Regions from separate parts of the Danio rerio genome. Here region 1 is linked to region 2. Evidence: chromatin contacts called from public Micro-C data. All regions are on one chromosome and are shown on one strand. Each heading gives the region's core, a stretch centred on a gene start, on an enhancer-like site or on the middle of the called end of the contact. The rest is flanking DNA. Distances are from core to core; before and after follow the strand shown. Region 1 holds the start of stxbp4 (syntaxin binding protein 4). Region 2 holds the start of nat9 (N-acetyltransferase 9).

Region 1 (3,221 bases), core at 611-3,110, 280 kb after region 2:
AGACATTTAAAAGCTACAAATTTTAGAGCAGTAATTACAATACCGTGATATTTTTATCCAAGGTTACCATACCATCAGAATCTTACATCAGTGTATGCCTGCCTGCCTTTCTATCTATCTATCTATCTATCTATCTATCTATCTATCTATCTATCTATCTATCTATCTATATATATATATATATATATATATATATATATATATATATATATATATATATATATATATATACACATACACACACAGACATGGGCATGGACTGGTATAAGATTCTGATAATACAATAACCTTGGATAAAACATATATATTAGGGCTGCACAATATTGGAAAAATCTTATTATGCAATTGTTACAACCAGCTCAAAATTTTACCGCTAGAGAGACAATACGTAGCGGGTAAATTAAAAAGAGAAATATTTTATTAACAAAAAAGTACAATTAACCAAAGTATTTAAAGAAATCAAAGTCAGTATACTGTAAATGGAAGTCAGTAGTGAAAAACGTGCATGGTAGTGAACTGAGCTCATGATCCAAAACAAACTAAAATAAAACCAAAATGCCAGGCAGGGAGGTCTGGCTAACCGAGCTCTCTTCTCATGTCAAATATTGGACTTTTTATAGGCACCACATAACAGGTCTCAGGTGAGATGACCCACCCACAAATCAGCAATCATGCAGGCTCTGCAAATCAAAACAAGAACCACAAAAGAGAACCACAACAAACAGGTTCCACACGTGACCTAACAGCAATATGTCATCATCCTGCAATAAATATTGCTATATGAATGCAGTTTCACATAGTTTTTATAGCCCTATTAGATGGTTTTCTGGAGGGTTTAACAGCATTCAGGTACAGAAATTGAATAATCACAATGCAAAAAATTAGCTTGTTTCAAAATATCTAAACATTTTTGTAGATCAAGAAAGTGGGGTAAGTGAAATCTTTTTTGCATAAATAAAATAAATAATTAAAAACAATTCATGTTTGTTACACCTCCAAACATACACATTTCTACCCAAATTCTCTTGAAATGTTCAGTCAAAGGCGTTAAAAAAACATAAAATGATAAACTTTAATTCTATTAGCTTAGCAGTGACAAAAATAAATCAGATGTGCTCTGTGGGGCTTAGCTATAATTCAGACTCAACATTGCATATCTTGCGATGTGACTATTGCAAATGTGCACATTACAATATCAATATGCCTAGATATCTATTTCATGTTATATCTACATATGAATATATAGTTGTTAAAATACAGCTCTACCTTAGAAGCTGGGAAAACAGTGCATTTTTTTAAATAGCTTTTTTTCTTAATCTATATTTCAAATGTAGTGGAAATACAACACACTCAATTCTAAATTTAAGTTAAGATAGTTTAGCAATGCCTTTGTATTAAACGGAGTGAAATAAAGAATGAATAAAGAATAACTAATTTTCTGCTTATTATTTCTTTCTCAAGGTTCAGGTAAGACTAAACACTGCAAGGATGGCCAATTCAGCTTTGCAGTTTGCACTCAAAAAACTTACACACTTCATTATTTTTTAACAAATAAATATAAACTTGACGAAAAACTGATCCCAAACTTTTTAATTGTAGTATTTAGTACAAAAATTGACAATGCTAACAGGCTCAGCCATTCTGTTAACAAGTCATAAACGTTGCTTTGTATTTTTACGGTGACCAAGCCAAACTTCAAATAACATGACTTCCCAAACAGAAGATGATGTAGACTTACCTGACTCACAGTAAACGATTATGTCCATAAACTGTTCACCCTTCAACAGCATGTTACAAAACATCAAGTTCAACGCTAGCCTTTTGGCGCAACAGATTTGCGTTCCCCGGAAACAAGAAGCCACTACTGCTACAGTTCCGGCGGATTCTGCATCAACGGGTTTGAGGTACAGTACGTGCTCGTTGATGGGTGAAAATGTGATTATTACAAAACATACAGTATATTACATATTACTAATCTTTCTTAAGGTCTTACTTGAATTATGTTAATTAAGACGTTCAAGAACCGGCTTAATAGCTTTTTTAAATGCAAACATTTCCTCAATATTCTCACAGCAAAATAGACCTGTACGTTAAGTTACAGGACGGATTTCAAAAGCTAGATTAAGTTGTGCAATTATATATGTGTAACCCTTTAATAAACGACAATATAGAATAGGAATGTGGCGGTGTACATGTAGTTTTTAGGGGAAGTAACTGTTAAGTTTTGTTTCTACATACGAGCTTAGGCCACATTAAGTTTCAAGGTAAAATGTGCAGGTAAAGTTAGTTGTTCTGAAAACCTTAAGGCATAACTTAGCTAAGCATCACACTTATGGAAGTTTACTTTTTGTTGCTTTATCATCATTTACTACAGAAGTATTACACAAAATCTGGAAAGGTGGTTAATATAACTAGTGTTTTTGTATTTATTTACATTTATAATGACAAGGTGTCCGCGGGGTCTTACAAGGTATTAAAAGTTGATAAATCATTGTAGAGAAATGTAAGGCCCTGAAAAAGTAGTAAAAAGTCTTAAATGCTATTTTGCAAGGTATTAATTTTTATATAATTTTTGATTATTGTATGTATGCTAAAGTTTGCCTGAATTAAATCTGTGAATATCAGGATGCTGTGTAGTTTATAAAAATCAATGAAATCCTAATAGATTTGAAATCATGCTGCTTTGTTTACTGCAGTAATCAAGAAAACACGGTTATTCCTGCAGTTCTATGCACCAACCGGCTGAATTAGCTAGATTTATTAGATTTTTATTCAGTATGTGAATAATGTTTTAGTTTTGGATTAGTTTCTTACATTAATATTCAGTAGTTATACTGTAAGTTAAAGTCTCGCTGGTGTTTACGGTTGAAACCTAAAGTGTTTATAAGGTTTTAAGATGTATGGAAAGAGTCCTAAAAAAGGTCTTAAAAGGTCTTGAATTTCAATCTCTAATTCCTGTATTTATTCTGAATGAGTGCAAAAATATATCCTGAGCTTCTTGTTTTAAAAAAATTATATTATTATAACACGTGCCAGTCAGTGTTTATGCTAGTGTACGCATGCACACATATGTTTTTTTTTTTTTTTTTTTACCAACCAAGTACACATTAAATTGAAAAAGTGGACAGAGAGGGCAAAGTACTCATGTTTAAACTGACTCTGGTTAAAGTTAAAGAACTGACTACACTTATGTACTTTCTATACAGTTTTGTGGATATTTT
Region 2 (3,225 bases), core at 617-3,116:
ACTAGTACCCGGTTGGACCTGTTTGCCTTTAGAACTGCCTTAATCTTTTGTGGCCAAGATTCAACAAGGTACTGGAAATATTCTCCAGAGATTTTGGGCCATTTTGACATGCTAGCATCATGCAGTCGCTGGAGATTTGTCGGCTGCACATCCATTATGCAAATCTCCCGTTCCACCACATCCCAAAGGTGCTCTCTCTATTGAATTGAGTTCGGGTGACTGTGGAGGCCATTTGAGTACAGTAAACTAATTGTCATGTTCAAGAAACTAGTCTGAGATTATTCACGCTTTATGCCATAATGTGTTATTCAGCTGGAAGTAGGCATCAGAAATGGTTATAAAGGGATGGACATGGTCAGCAACAATACTCAGGTAGGCTGTGGCATTGACACGATGCTCAATTGTTATTAAATATACCCCACTATAACACCACCAGCCTGAACTGTTGATACAAGGCAGGATCGATCCATGCTGTTGATGCCAAATTCTGACCCTACCATCCGAATGTCTGTTTTTCCAATTGTCTATTGTCCAATTTTGGTGAGCCTGTGCGAATTGTAGCCTCAGTTTCCTAATTTTAGCTGACAGGAGTGGCACCTAGTTAGGTCTTCTGCTGCTGTAGCCCATCTGCCGCAAGGTTCGACATGTTGTGTGTTCAGAGATGCTCTTCTGCATACCTCGATTGTATCATGTGGTTATTTGAGTTTCAGTTGACTTTCTATCAGCTGGAACCAGTCTGGCCATTTTCCTTTGACGTCAACAAGCCATTTGTGCCCACAGAACTGCCACTCATTAGATATCATCTCTTCTTTTAGGACCATTCTCTGTAAACCCTATAGATGGTTGTGCATGAAAATCCCAGTAGATCAGCAGTTTCTGAAATACTCAGACCAGGCCACGTTCAAAGTGTCTTAAACCACCTTTCTTCCCCATTCTGATGCTCGGTTTGAACTTCAGCAGATCGTCTTGACCATGTCTACACTGAGTTGCTGCCACGTGATTGCCTGATTAGAAATGTGTGTTAAGGAGTTTTACAGATGTACCTAATAAAGTGGCTAGTGAGTATACACACAAATATATTGTTGTAATATATTATCTTATAGAAAATATTTATTTTAAAATTAGATCTGTGAGGTTGAGGTAATCATTTGTGCTGAGCACTGTATATGTGCATATCTGTAATTCCAATGGTTGGAATAAATATATATGTAAACGGCCATTTTCACAACATTTCGGATCCTAATAAACTTGTATGTCACATATGTAAATAGCATATTTTAACCATATGTCTGATTTATGTGAGGAAATGTACTCTCACAACGTATACAGAGGTATGGTGTAAAATGCTCACTGTCATCATCTTCTCTCCAGCTCGTCTGCATGTCATACTCCTGCTCCAGAGTCAGCGGCTCTGATGCGGTCAGCTTCTGCAGGTCAGGAGAGCACATCCACTGATGATACCTGAAAAGAGGAGTCAAATGAGGCTAAAATGCACTGAGACCCCAACATAATAATAATGAAACACTTAACAATACCTGGGAACATGTTCTGCGTTGTAAGGAACCAAAACAACCTTCTCCCCCTCCAGTAGCGTATCTTCATTTATCCTCATTATAAGCAGCCTGTAAAATAAAGTGTGTAAACAAGCACAACTAGGTATTCAAATTAGCAGTTTAGCATTTTGGTCACCGTCATACCTTGAATTCAGAATTGAATATAGAACGGTCGCTCAAATAATGTCCATTTGTTTAATTTAAGTGCATGTTCGGTGTTTCACACTACATAGATTTTATTGCGATCTTGCGAGTTTCAATACAACTCGCATAAACTGCGGCGCGTGTGAAAGACGTCATCAGCATGCGTGGAAAATGTTGCGAGTTTTTATTCTGGAACACAAGAGGGCGGAAGACCACAGCTTTTTCACGGGAAGAGTTTAAAATGACTTCAGTCGAATTTGCTGTTTGTAGTCAATTGAATTATGAAATTCATTATCATTTTTCTGTGTTGGACAATCATTTATGCTGACTATAGCTATACTGTAAAACGTACACCACAGTATATGAGAATATGGCAAATTATGTTCATATTCGCTTAAATAATATCTAATCATTAATTTTCTGTCATTTTTAATGAACAAAATACAGCTCCTTGTGCCATCATCGTCCAGGAAGTGACAGCATTTTGGAGGAATAACAGCAGCAGAAGTGAGTATTAGCAACGTTCCTTTGGTATTAGCAATGGTTAATTAATTTGCATGCTATTTTTATATTTGTTGCCTTTGCCACTTAATTTGTACTTCAAAAATGTTAGGGAAACATTCCCATTTAAAAATTTGCTTCGTTTTTATCTCTCCTAAACACAAACCAATCAACCAACGTGAACAACATTGCTTAACTTACATCAAATATTTCTCAATAAAGTTTTAAAGACGCATACATTTAACATTTATAGTAATTTAGTTGCATTTTTGTGCAGTCCTGTCATAATTTTTCTCCCTCATGTTGTTCTTATGTTATTTCTTCTTCCACAAAACACAGAAGTAGTTACTGTTTTGCAGCCATCTTAATTAAATTATGAAATTCAATATTTTTTTATGTTGGACAATCAGTTATGCTAACTATACCTATTCTGTAAAACGCACACCACAGTATATGGGAATATGGCAAAATATGTTCATAGTCACTTAGAAATATTTGCCAATCATTTATTTTCTGTCATTGTATATCTTTAATGAACAAAATACAGCTTATAAAGCCATCATCGTCTTGGAAGTGACAGAAATTTGGAGGAAAAACAGCAGCAGTAGTGAATATTAACAAGATTTCTTTGGTATTAGCAATGAATAATTGATTTGTGAACTTTTTTTTTATAGCTATTTGTTGCCTTTGTTACTTGCTAGTTTGTATTTTAAAAATGTGATGGAAACATTCCCATTTGAAAACATGCTTAAATAAACATCTTTCCTAAACACAAACCAATCAACCAACAGTTCAAATGGATGATTTATTTTTAAACGTGAACTAATTTGGTCAGTAATTTACATTAAATATTTAATGAAGTTCGCATACATTTATTTAGTTACATTTTTGTGCAGTCCTGTCATATTTTCTCTCCCTCGTGTTGCTCTCGTGTTTTTTTTTTCACAAACACAGAAGTAGTCTTATATGAGATTTCAGAAATGAGAAAAGTGATTAAAAAGTTTTCATAAAAGTTTCACATTCTCTG

Evidence for each region. A called contact is a pair of places that touch in the nucleus more often than the background predicts.
Region 1: a contact with region 2 is called in a Micro-C map of caudal fin, with 5 times the contacts expected there. The contact joins the promoter of stxbp4 here to the promoter of nat9 in region 2. A contact is called at or near these places in 1 of 18 Hi-C or Micro-C datasets (caudal fin) and 2 of 4 datasets of contacts at active chromatin or transcription factors (caudal fin and embryo).

The regions. Positions count from the first base shown.
Region 1 is chr12:33,966,819-33,970,039 of GRCz12tu, forward strand. It overlaps stxbp4 (syntaxin binding protein 4), which reads left to right and starts at 1,861. Exons shown (of 24, transcript XM_009306799.5): 1 at 1,861-1,904. It overlaps cox11 (cytochrome c oxidase assembly homolog 11 (yeast)), which reads right to left and starts at 1,770. Exons shown (of 5, transcript NM_001082958.1): 1 at 1,739-1,770.
Region 2 is chr12:33,688,491-33,691,715 of GRCz12tu, forward strand. nat9 (N-acetyltransferase 9) reads right to left here and starts at 1,867. Exons shown (of 7, transcript NM_001328002.1): 1 at 1,698-1,867; 2 at 1,536-1,622; 3 at 1,352-1,461. The coding sequence starts at 1,612. It overlaps LOC137490454 (a long non-coding RNA gene), which reads left to right and starts at 1,878. Exons shown (of 5, transcript XR_012388081.1): 1 at 1,878-1,959; 2 at 2,145-2,204.